Regions from separate parts of the Mus musculus genome. Here region 2 is linked to region 1. Evidence: chromatin contacts called from public Hi-C data. All regions are on one chromosome and are shown on one strand. Each heading gives the region's core, a stretch centred on a gene start, on an enhancer-like site or on the middle of the called end of the contact. The rest is flanking DNA. Distances are from core to core; before and after follow the strand shown. Region 1 overlaps Gm31814 (a long non-coding RNA gene). Region 2 overlaps Lpp (LIM domain containing preferred translocation partner in lipoma).

Evidence for each region. Hi-C and Micro-C count contacts between places; a contact is called where the count stands out from the background.
Region 2: a contact with region 1 is called in a Hi-C map of liver, with 2.2 times the contacts expected there. The contact joins two enhancer-like sites. A contact is called at or near these places in 4 of 484 Hi-C or Micro-C datasets (group 2 innate lymphoid cells and liver).

The regions. Positions count from the first base shown.
Region 1 is chr16:24,234,826-24,240,599 of GRCm38.p6, forward strand. All of the region lies in intron 1 of Gm31814 (a long non-coding RNA gene), which reads right to left. Among named protein-coding and RNA genes, the nearest start is that of Gm31814, 25 kb to the right of the region's middle. Within about 2 kb of position 3,571, at least 143 of the 459 cell types and tissues checked have an H3K27ac peak or open chromatin away from gene starts, as enhancers often do. A contact at or near this core is called in liver, where this site is marked.
Region 2 is chr16:24,636,357-24,642,965 of GRCm38.p6, forward strand. The region is part of intron 5 of Lpp (LIM domain containing preferred translocation partner in lipoma); the gene reads left to right. Among named protein-coding and RNA genes, the nearest start is that of Mir28a, 190 kb to the right of the region's middle. Within about 2 kb of position 5,190, at least 25 of the 459 cell types and tissues checked have an H3K27ac peak or open chromatin away from gene starts, as enhancers often do. A contact at or near this core is called in liver, where this site is marked.

The DNA.
Region 1 (5,774 bases), core at 2,321-4,820:
CATGTGTGGGGTCCTGAGTTCAATCCCCGGCATGAGAAAAGAAATGGAAACATCCCAACAGGAAACCAGAAGGCTATAATAGATGTCCATGAACTTCAGGATTAGCCCTCCTGCTAACACCGCCCACGCAGATCCACTCAGCACAGCTCAAGTACTTCCTTCCTGTGAGGCTCCCTCCGAGTGACGCAGTCTCCTGGGCCACGGGCTTCCCTTGAGCACTGATGGAAGTTTCCCAAGTCCTCAGGCTTTGTCTTCTAGCCTTTCCGGGAAGACCTGCACTCTGCCTCGGAAAAGTCCTGGCGTAAAAACTGTATAGAAGAAGATGAATCCTTTGCTCCTGAACAGGAAGCCCCACCCTTCCATCTCGGTTGGAAAAGTTTCAGACGACACACATGTGCTAAGGTGTAGGCACCATGGGAGCTCAAACCTTGTTTTAATTTGGGACTTCTGGAGGAGTCTGGAGGGCAAGCGAGAGAGGGCTCTCCCCCATCTGCAGTGTTCAGTGAAGGCTTGCCTTACTGAGGACCATGATGAAAGTGTACAAGTCATAGCCGGTGCCAGGCCATGCTTAGCATCCAATCCTCCCGAAGAAAGACTGTACTAAGGAGATAAATAGGTGTGTGACACGTGAGTGGTGGGTGGTGGAAAGGAAAATTCCTAAAAAGAAGCTGCTTCTGGCTTGGAACATAAAACCTCTAGAAGGAGTTTCTGTGTCTGCAGGGACTGATAGGTCAATAGGAATTTCAGTACTGTGGAGAGATTGGAATTTTGCAGGTTCAGAGGCTCGCTACTGTATTTTGGGCTAGTTTTAGCTTTAAGAACAGCCTTTCTTTGCCCCATTCTGTATCTGAACTAACACCTCATGAAAAATAAATAAAAACCTTTTAGAAGTTATCCACTTAGAACTAACATTTTTTTTCTTTTTTTTAAAATTAGGTATTTTCCTCATTTACATTTTCAATGCTATCCCAAAGGTCCCCCATACCCATCCCCCCAATCCCCTACCCACCCACTCCCCCCTTTTTGGCCCTGGCGTTCCCCTGTACTGGGGCATATAAAGTTTGCGTGTCCAATGGGCCTCTCTTTGCAGTGATGGCCGACTAGGCCATCTTTTGATACATATGCAGCTAAAGACAAGAGCTCCGGGGTACTGGTTAGTTCATAATGTTGTTCCACCTATAGGGTTGCAGTAGAATTAACATTTTGTGATAATAAAACCTCTGAACAGCTATATTAATACTTAGCAGGATACTAGCGTCTGCCAAAACAGGAGCTAAGAATGCTATCAGTTAGTACATTGGACCTATGGAATAGCTCCCCCATCTCCCTGTACCTGCCTTTTGTGTGCTCACCAGTGAGTGTATTTTAAAGTTGCCTTGGTTTATGACTTTATTTGTGCTTAACAACAACAAAACAAAAAACAAAAACAATAAAACAAACCCTGTGAAATTACTTTTACATTGGAACATGAAATTCGGGCAACTGAAATCTGTGTTCCTGGCCTATGGTCATTCAAAATGGATATGAAATAAACTATCTCGTATTTCTTTAAGATGAGAGCTATAGTTTTCATGTGAACAGTGGGAAGAGGGATGGGTCTTCTTATGAGGACACTTTCTCGTGGGTCTTGAGGTCTGATGTTCTCTGCTGTCGTGGAACCCTGCTTGTCATAGAGTTCATGAGTCTCCTCTGAGAAGCCTTTGTTCCTGTCTGTACTTGTAATATCCAGGGAAATACCTGCCAATTAAACCTTAAACCTGTGTCCATCCCGCACCCCCACCCCCACCTCCCACTGGTTCCACAAATCCCACCAATTCCCATCTCTTTACAACTGTAACTGCTGTGGAATGCTAAACGTTTCTCCCCACCCAGCTCCTCCCACAAACCCTGCCTGGACATGTTATCCCCAAACCTGGCACATGAGCAGCTTTCTCATGGGGAAGGTTTTATGAGCATCTCCACAGGAATAATAACAGAAAACCAAGACATAGGAAGGGAGAAAGGTTTCAGGAGTCTCTCCAGCTGTATCCTTGCTCACATCTCTGACTCACACTGCACTGTCGTATGCAGTCTCCCTAACCTTCCTCCCCATTCTCTTCCCCTTCTTTCGGGGCAATGACTCCTGCCATCAGGTACCCTATTGTGCTGAAACAATGCTAGATATGGAGAGTCACACTCCCAGAGACCCTCCATAGCTTGCAAGCCGCCTGCCATGTTGGTCTCTTGCTTTACTGGTGGCAGACCCTCTGTGTGATCTAGGAACTGAGGTGACTACCTTCCTATCCCCTCTCCACTCTTCAGCTCTTGGCTCATGACCAGACTCTTCCTCCTACTGTGACACAGGAATGTCCAAGCACCTTAGACTGGACTTTCAGGTGACTCCTTACTATAGGCCAAAGTCCAGGCGTGAGCTGTGTCCGGTCCAGATGAAAGTGTGCCATTCTTCCAGGACTGGCTTTCTATTTCTTGCTTTACCTTCCCAATGGTCTCTTCATGCCTTTGCTCCCAGCCTTCCAAAGTCCAAGTGCACATATTAAACTTCCTTCATTTCTCTTCCTATCTGTCTAACTAGAGGTAACTTCAGAGTAGTTAAATTCCTCCATTACTGAATGTCTGCTTTCTAATCCATGTAACAGCCAAAGAGACATGATTTTATAACACTTACCGTTTTAAACTTTGGTTAACTCACACAGGCCTTTATTATCAGATGGCTTTCTCTTCATCTAAATCAGCCATCTCCTGCAGCAGGAGGAGATCAGATAACAGAACACAGCAGACCTCAGAAAGGGCTGCCCAGTGCTGATTGCTCGGTGCCGAGCTTAAGAAGTCCCTGTATTCATCAGCTGGCTAGCAGATTAATTTTTTTTATTTTATACACATGTGATAATAATGTAACTTGAACATCTGTTGTGTTTAGATACAGTAACTACATGACCATTTTCAATGAGGCCTCTCAGGAAAAAAAGAAAAGATCTTAGCTTGCCACTGACTGTCTTGTAATACTGGCTGGCTCAATCCATGTCTGTTTGGCTTCATGGTGAGTAAAGCCACTGACTGACCTTCTTCTGTGTGCAACTCAAGAAACATAAGTTAAGTAGGACTACAAGAGTTGGCTAAGGGAGCTCAAAAATCTCCGTCAAAGTAACTGGGGCTACTTAGGAGGAATCAGGTAGCTGCTGGAGCTGGTAAGTGTACGCAAATGCTCACATATTTGGAAACACCCCTACTAAAAGGAATAGTAATAAATAGAAGGAAGCAGAGCGGGCCTCATATAGCAGAACAGCTGTGCAGAGCTCAAGGGGAGGTAGGATTTCAGTGGGCCAACACGGGCTCAGGGGCCAGTTCAGGCAGGGAACATGAGGAGCCATGGCACAGAGTGGGAAATACAAGGTGCCCAGGGAGAGCTGGGCATGCTCATTGGTGGCTTCAGCTGGTGGAGCAAGCAGGAAGCAAGGGAGATGGGCTGGAAAGGTATTGTAAGGTCAGAGCAGAAAGGCCCAGAGAGGCATGGTGAGGAGCTGGGCCAGGGAAAGTGATCTCACTGGCTAAGCTTGAGGGGGCCTGCCCCTCCTCAGACGGCCTGGGTGCAGGCCCAGAGCAGGACATGTGGCAGCAACTGGCAGGGAGGGTGCTGGCAGCTCCACCAAGCTTGTTTCTTCACCAGGAAACAAGGTTTCCTGTAACTTAGACCCATGAATCAGCATTTCCTCTGTCAATAATACACAGCAAGAGACGCACCAGCACGGAGCTTGAGGGGAATGGAAGAAAGCAAGGAATATTCCATGACATAGCTGGCCTCTGCTCCCGTTCCCTCCTGATACGCTCGCAAATAGCACTCACATTGCCTAAGATCCTTTTCTTAGCTCAGTCCCCCCGTGAAGACTAAGTTGCACACAACACCTGCCTCTCTTATCCCATTAGATGTTTCCATCATCATTGGAAGCCACTCGTCCAGTCCTTTACTGGTGTGCAACAGTGAACCACGCATGGGTGACTTGCCTTGGAGTCGACTCCATGTTGAAGTGCTATCGAATTAACCCAATAATTCCACAAGGTCCACAGGGAGCGTGCAAGCTACTTCACTAGTAGAGACACGGAGGAGAAATGCTGGCCTGTCAGCTGTTTACAAGAAGCCAGACCTGATCTGGTGCCTCAAACACAGTACAGGGGACACAGAATCTAGAGCAGTGAGGCTATCTATAAAACACTTAATACCTTTATCGCAAGTATAGTTAGTGATGGCGATTGAACTGATAAAATATTTAATGAACTTAATTTCTAGTAGTAAAATAGTACGCGTACATATTTTGTCGATCACTAGAAAGAATCATATCTGCTCTCTTACTCCATTTATCATGCCAGACTCTGTCCTAAATAGACAAATAGCCCTGCCCTCCATAAAGCTTATGTTCTGGTTTCCTACCGTGCAGACAATGAACAAGAGGAGAGTAAGCTGCAGGGTTACACGTGTGTAGATCAGCAGAGAGCAGAGAGAAGAAGAGGAGTGTGCAGCATCTTTACACGGCCTGTAGAGGGACGGTGCCTTTGAAAACGTGTTTGTTAAAGCAAGCTCCCGAAAGTCAAAGAAGACGTGTGGCCATGTGGGGCAATGGGAGTCAGCACCAGAAACACTATGCAGGTGGCCTGAGACAGTACCCATTGGAATGTCCAAAAAAAGAAAAAAATGTCAAGAAATCAAGAATGACCAGCATGGAGAGAGAACGGGGGAAGGTTAAGGAGGCAGAGCAGAGTGGGAGTCGTGAGTCAACTTAGAGAAGTGCTATCACCTACTTAAATTTAAATAATGAAAGATGAAATAAGTCAAGAACAGCAGATGGAAAACAACCACCACAAAAATATAGGAAGGACACTTAGAATTGGCAAAGAAGACAGGAAAAGGAAAGGCAAGGGTGGTATGGAAAGAAAGAAGAAATGCAGTAGCTGCCTTCCACTCTCTGACCCCCTAGTCCAGATTTGCAACTCTGTTGCGGGCTGCAAACCCTGGAACCCATTGCCCCAGCCCCTTCTTGCAGGAACGGTATAGGATAAGGCCTGCAGAGGGCTTCCTCTTGACTGAGGTCATTGCCCATGCAGGTTCATTGCCCATGTAGGCCCCAGGACTCTGCAAACATCCTTGCAGGGGCTTCAGGCCAAAAGTAAAACCAACTCACCTGACCCCCATCCCAGATTTTCCAGGAACATCTTTATCTTCGGAGGACAACCCATTGCAAGCAGCAGGCAAGAGACCCTAAGAGGAGCAGGGACTAACTATGTCAGCTCCATCTTACAAAGGCTCACTCCATAGCGCGCCTTGCTTTGAGCCTGATTCACCTTCGAGGGTGAGCAATGCATGTGTAGGGGTGGTGAGGATACAGTGTGTGAACAACATGAGAGGAACAATGTTGTCTTCTTGCTAGAAGCCAATGTTCCCTCACTCTTTGTTCCTTCTAGTTATTAAACCCTTGGGCCTCACAGGCAAGCTCATATTCCTTTCAACCTCATACTACCCATCCCAACTCCCTCCCACCTTGAAGAATTTTAGAAAGAAATCTTTGTGTGGTTTCTCCAAACTTTGACCTACTCAGGGGTGCATTTGCTTTGCCTCCTGATGTCTGCAGATCAGAGCAGGCAAAGTCCACATCAGCAATGGATGCTAGGTGAAGTCCCTCCCTCGACATCAGCAATGGATGCTAGGTGAAGAAGTCCCTCCCTCATGCTTCTTCTCATCGTGCAAGGAGTAAGGGAGGGAGCCGCTGCCCTCCAGATGGCCTGAG
Region 2 (6,609 bases), core at 3,940-6,439, 400 kb after region 1:
TGTGTGAGCCCTCTGCTCAGTCCCCTGGCAGAGTTTATATACACCCCCTTAGCACTGTGGTCTCTGTTAGGTTTTAACCATCTTCTGTTGCCTCATCCTCACTCTTTATTTTGGTTTCTTTTCTTCTCCAAGGTGTTTGTGAATGCCTTTCTGTATGCAGGGCTCTTTAGAAATACATAGAGCTGTTTAAAGTAACATAATAATTGTTTATTTGCCATATCCTGCATTTTCAGTTCTCTTTTATATCTTTTATATGTGTACAACCAATTCTAAGAACCTTCTGTTTGATAGATAGGCCCAATGAGGTACGAGACTGTAAGCTATTTGAGGGGCTGTGTTGGGATTCAGAGGCAAGCAGCCATTTTCTTTGGCTGCTTTGACCTTTTGTGCTCACGCACCTTATTTACACGCTGCCAGCCTGGACCTGCCCATGCCTCACTTTGTACACCCAGCTTATTTAGCAGAGACTGTATTTGCTTTCAATAGAATAATACATGTATTATTTAATGATAACAGATAGAACATAACATTTTGTGAGGATTTATAATATACTCTTTGAGCTAGATCTAGGATATGAATATTATCTGGATAATGTGAAAACATTAATATAAGCTTGCAAACTGATCAAATATGTACAAGATATGTTTAGACACAGATAATACTTAATGAACACAGACTGGTAAGAAGCCCAGCAGGGCCCCTAGTTCACTCACTGTCCACACAACAGGAGCCACTGCTCTCCTCTCCCTAATGAGTTTAAACAGGCATATTAATCGGCTTCTGTCTGCATGACTCCAGCCTTGTAATGATCTATGCACATTGCAGACTCTCTAGAGGTTTACTGCTCCCAACAATTCAGAGTATGACATCGTATATGCTCTCTGTATCTCATGATTTTATTTCCATAGATAAAACTCAATGTGATTTAAGCATGTCTTTCTAACTTTTTGGTCTTATATACATGACTGGCTTGAGCATCTTTGTACAATATCCTTCGGGACTCGTAGGCTTAGGGTGTGGTCGGAAGCTGTATAGTTAGTCATTTTGTGCCTATCTAGTCAGTTTTAGCATTTCTGTCAAGATGTTTTACATGTAGGTTATTTCAGGGATAATGTATCCTGCTGAAGTGTGCTTGTCTTGTTTTGCCCTGGCATCCCAACACATGGTACCATGCAGTATTGTAGTTCTTGCTGATACGGTGGGGAGAATGGTAGTTCCTAGTTCTGGCTTCTGTTTCTATATGAGAAACGATGACTCAATGTCTCACAATGATGTGGAGGAAATGTCTCATGAGGAGGGCAAAGCATCTATTTCTAGTCAAATAGCTGTCTAAAATCATGATTGCAGAGGATTCTGTGACATTTCAGCAGATCTTGGGGCTAGAAACCAATTACTTTGACAGTGATGCCTTGGCCAGGACAGGTCACTTTGGTGACAGTCTTGAAGGATCCTTCTTTAATCATCTAATTACTTTTGTCTTAGTATTTACTGTGTGACAATGGGGACATGGTTGTAAGCAAAATGAATATGGCTTTGGTTTTATGAACCCTTTACTGTAGTCGGGAACATTGGTGATCAAATACTCATGGAAGCATGTGATTGTAGAACACAAGCATTGCCACACAGAGACAAGAGAGGAACTATAGTGTCTGGTACTGGTGCTCGCTTCTGTGCATGCCTGTTTGATGAATATGTGTGCTAAGAGTGTTGTAGGTTGTAGGTTGGGATAATAGTAATGGATTGGTCAGGGTTCTCTCAAGGAAAAGAACAAATTGATTAAATAGATAAATATATTCATGTACACATAAATTACATAATAACACATATATGTAGAAAGACAATTGTGCATATATATTAATTAAAGGGGTCAATTATAAGGATATAACCTTTGTATTCTACCTTGTAGGTCTCACATTGGATAGGCCTAGAATCCTAGAGATGCTCAGGCCATGAGGCTAAATGTCTCAGCACTGCCAGTCAGAGTTAACAGTCCAGAAGATTCCTGGAGAGCCATTGGTCTTCAGCCTGTGTTTGAATCCTGAGGAACTTGGTTCTAATATTGGTGATTGATGCCACACCATGATAGCTTCAAAGCGATGGAATCATGTTAGATATTGTGCTAGAAAGCTGAGCAGATGTTCCCTGTTTGTGTTGAGCTCTAACCAGTGAACTAGGTCAACACTGTCCATGGAGTTTGGCAAATATTTGATGTCCATTCCCTATGGCATGGAGATCTTATCTTGTTCTGTGACCTCCCCTTTCTAAGTATGCCATTTTCTCATATCTAAGGTATATTACTTCAAGAATCGGGTTTTTATCCCCAGGGAAAGTTAGAAAATACAAAATAAACAAATAAAAATCATCTTACTGTCTTTCAGTAAGTGGGTATCAGTATAACTACTAACCTATCTTGTTTTTTAAACTAATAGCAAGTCATTAGTCTACTAGACATTGCCTAGATAATGCTCATCTACCAAGAGGGGCAGATCTACATTTCGCTCTGATTGGTTAACCAGGATATGCAGCCATGCTAGAGGTCCTTGTTCAGTATTAGTTCTTCCACATCCCAACTCCTCATCGTGTTCTTTAATCCTAGAAAGTAATTTCTGGCACTTTCCCTCGACTGTTCAGAACCCTGGATTACTGCTGTACATCAATGATAGTACACTGGCAATAGTTGTGTGAGTGTATTGGTCTGAACCTATGAGCTGTCTATGGAACACCAGAGTCTGTATTTTTAGTTCATTTCCTTAGGCAAATACAAACATTGCACAGTTACCTCGGGCATACACAAGCTAGACTGTCAGCATGAGCACAAGGAACCTATTAGTTTAACATGTACCAGGTCCCTCCTTAAGCTTTGGATGAGAAAATCGAAAGGGGACATTTATAAGCTAAGCGCCACATGTGTGTCGGATTGAGTATAGATTACAAACCATTCAACCTATATCAAATACTGAACTTCGGCTAAGGCTGGCTTGAACTCTGAGAGATAAAGTCCATACAGTTTATCTCGCCTGTGCCATTTTAACTCAGAATTGTGTTGTATCTTAAGTTCTGGATGCTGGGGCTTCTTTCATGACTTCCAAAAGCACATACTTTTCTGGTTTTTGGTTGTTTTTTTTTTTTTAACAATTTGCCATGGACAATTTTAAAAACTGTTGTAACAATTATTTTAATGTTTCTTTCCACATATGTCATCATCTTCAGCAAGGATTGGCTCATGTACTTCTTTGTACTGCTGTTCCTCCTGTCGCATGTAGTCCCTCTCTCTTCTTTCCACAGCCTTCCTTCCCTTTGATGGTCACTTCATCTCCTCTGTACCTCAGTCCTTCCCTCCGGAATTGTCTCAGAGATAATCTCAAATATCACAGAATACAATCAGTGCTGTAAAACTGAAACTTTTGTAGGTGTGTCAAAAGCACTTCTCTCAGCCATAAATAATGTTAGGTGACCATTTTTGCAGGGTGTTTATTGATCTTGTGGCTTTTGCCTTGGGGCATGGTGTGGGAAAGTTTAAGAGTAAAAATTTTAATTCTGAGTGACTTCTCTGGTTGGGTGAAGTGACAGACTGGTCTGTGTCTATTGTAGCTATTATATATATTTAAAATATTTAGTCAAATGAACCATATTAGCATTAGTGAGTCTATTGTATTGTCAGTAGAGTTCTGCTCTTAATTATAAACTATTTTAAGATATAGATAGAAGCACAGGTATATATAGCCAATACTTCATTAAGGTTAGTGGTTTCTCTGATTTCCTCAGTCTAGGTTATAAGATTCTGTGTGGTAAGCACAGAAGGTGTTTGCTTTTAACCAAATTACCTAGAAAATAGAGAGGGAGGCAGAAGTTTATATTCTTAGAATGAGGAAACCCAAGTGAGGTGTTTCTAATATAGAGGCAGAGAGCAGACAGACAGTACATAGCATAGCATAGCATAGCATAGCATAGCATAGCATAGCATAGCATAGCATTGATTGCTGTGGTCTCATTACATCTTCATAAAAGCTTCCTGAGCAAGGGTGTTCTCAGTGATCCACTTGGGGAAGCAAGAAGAGTTAATGTGGGTCCCCACTTTCCCTGCTCACACGGCGCTGAGTTTCCCAGGCTTTTGTAGAAGTATGCTTTTAGTTCCTCCTGTGTCATTGTGACCACTTTTTGTAACAACTTGACTCATAGCATCCCAGGGAGGCTTGCCATTCTTTAGGGCTGGGAAGGCATAGTGGGGCAGCTCAGCCTGTGGCTGTGCATCATGGGATACAGGCCTTTCCATGTTGCTGACCACGAGGCGCACAGAGGTAGAACATAACCATGTCTTCCATCAGTCAGGTCTCAGTTCCTCACAGCTCTATAGCTTCAAAATCCCGATAAAGTGAAGCAAAGGGTTCAAGAATGATTCTGTGGAGACATTTCCCACTCAGATGATGGCACCATGATAAGGGAAAACCTTAAAATATTTGTCCAAAGGGCTTATCTGCCTAACAGACCACCGGAAATGAGATGACATTTCCCATTAAGCCTGATTCTAGATCCTTACACCCAGTTGTTCCTAATAGATCCATAACCCTGGCTTACTTGGGTCCTCTGATCAGATGCATGGGTGTTCTGTTGCATGGATCTCCTTGTAAGCTAAAGAGATCCCTGGTTATGTGTCCCTGTTCTGTATTAGGTGCCAGTTTCTCACGGTTCTCTCTCATACTCACGTCTCCTTTGCTTGTGTCAAGGAGCTGCTGCTGAAGAGATGGGTGGCAGTTTCATTGCAGCAGCTTGATGAAGTGACTTTCTGCACACAGAGTGAATTAGTTGGCATGTCACAATTCTGGCTTTATTTTCCCTTGTCCCATGATAGGATTTTTTTTTTTTTAAAACAAACAATTGCCTAATCAGGTAACTCACATCTTATCCAAACAGCATTAACTTTGTGTGTGTGTGTGTGTGTCTGTGTGTGTGTGTGAGTGTGTGTGATTCTGTTAGCGTTTTTGAATTTTATGTATTATGCGCATATATACTAGTGTTACCTTTACATTTGGGGTGTCTTTTAATTTTGCTGTAATTTGCAAGTATAATCAAGTTCATTTCAATTTGCTTTGAAGTTATTAATCTGTTGATGGAGGTTGAAGGTCTAAGTGGATTTGAAATGACTTCCCGTGTGCCATGTGCTGACTCAGTAGCTCACACTGCCTCTCTTCCTGTGTGTTCACTGTACGTCTGTTCCCCTCACACCTGCTATGCCTGCATAACTCTTAACCTTTCCGGTTGCATTTGCCCTGCCTTCCCTGCAGTTTCTTTACTAGTGAAGAGCCTCACTTTCTGCTATGCCTCACTGTGCTGGGTCCCTGCCTCCTCGGGGGTATTAGTGTGTTCTGTGGCCCTACCTGTGTTCAGAATAGAGACACTGCTCCTCTGCCCCTGCTGTTTGGTAATGCGGACTGTGGAACCTTAACATATGGCCTCATCAGTAATAAACTCCCCTGAGAAGCCATGTCAGCCACTTGCTCCCCAGAATGTCCTCATGAAACATCCTTGGCAGGGTAGCACTAACACTCGGGGCTTTCTGTAGCACTGCCCTTTTTTTTCTAAATAACAACAACACACAAAAACAAAACAAAACAAAACAAAACATAAAACAGTGTTTCCCTGTGTAATAATTCCCTTTCCTAGTTCCTGGCCCTCACTTGTGAGTACCTTTAACCCAGTATCTGAGTTGAGGTGTTGGGAATATGTAAAACCTGATTATTTTCCCTATTGGCATCTCCTTATTCAAATGATGAGAAATCTGTGAATCTGCTCATGCCTTGGGGGTTTCTTCTATATACTCTCTGATACTGAAATTTTGACAAAAAACGGGTTGAGTTTCATACTTTCCAAACATGAATTTTGTCCTTGGAAAATGGAATGAGTCATCTTCTTTATGTAGTAGAGATAATTCCCTGACATGTGATATGCTAGCTGCTAGTCATGATTTTGAGTTTTAGTTTATATCTAATTTATATGAATTAACATGAAGTAGAATTTACAATTAGTTCCATCGACTCTCTGTGTTTTAGGCGATGACTCCCATGCTCATCGCATGCTGGGCTGTTTAGAACATCCCATTTAAAACAAATTTGTATTGTCCAGTGGCGATAGAATGGACTCCATAGAGGACAGTTAGGGAACTGGAGGAACCAGTCTTCAGGTGTGTCTTACTGCTTTCTCTAAGCTTAGTTCAAACAATATTGGCCTGTATTGGTAATCAATAAGATACTGAGATACTTTGTTTTCAAGATACTTTCGTTTTTTGTTTTTTGTTTTTTTTTTTAACGTAGGCACCAAAAACCAAAACAAAACAGAAAACTCTGTAGGATAAATCCTCGCTGGCACAGAAGATCAACACTTAGACTTGTTTTATAACCGAGAGGATTAAGAGTACAACACCGCCCAATCCCTAGAATATCAGAGAAACAAAGGCCACAGGTGTTTGAGAGCTTTGTCAGGAGTGCTGTTTCTAGAAATGTGTCCTTCTCATGTTTATGCCCCTGCTGGCTTGGGATGAGAAGTTGTTGGGAATCCTAGAATGTTAAGACCCCTGTCCTCAGAAGATTTCTATATCATAGCCTCGTTCCAATC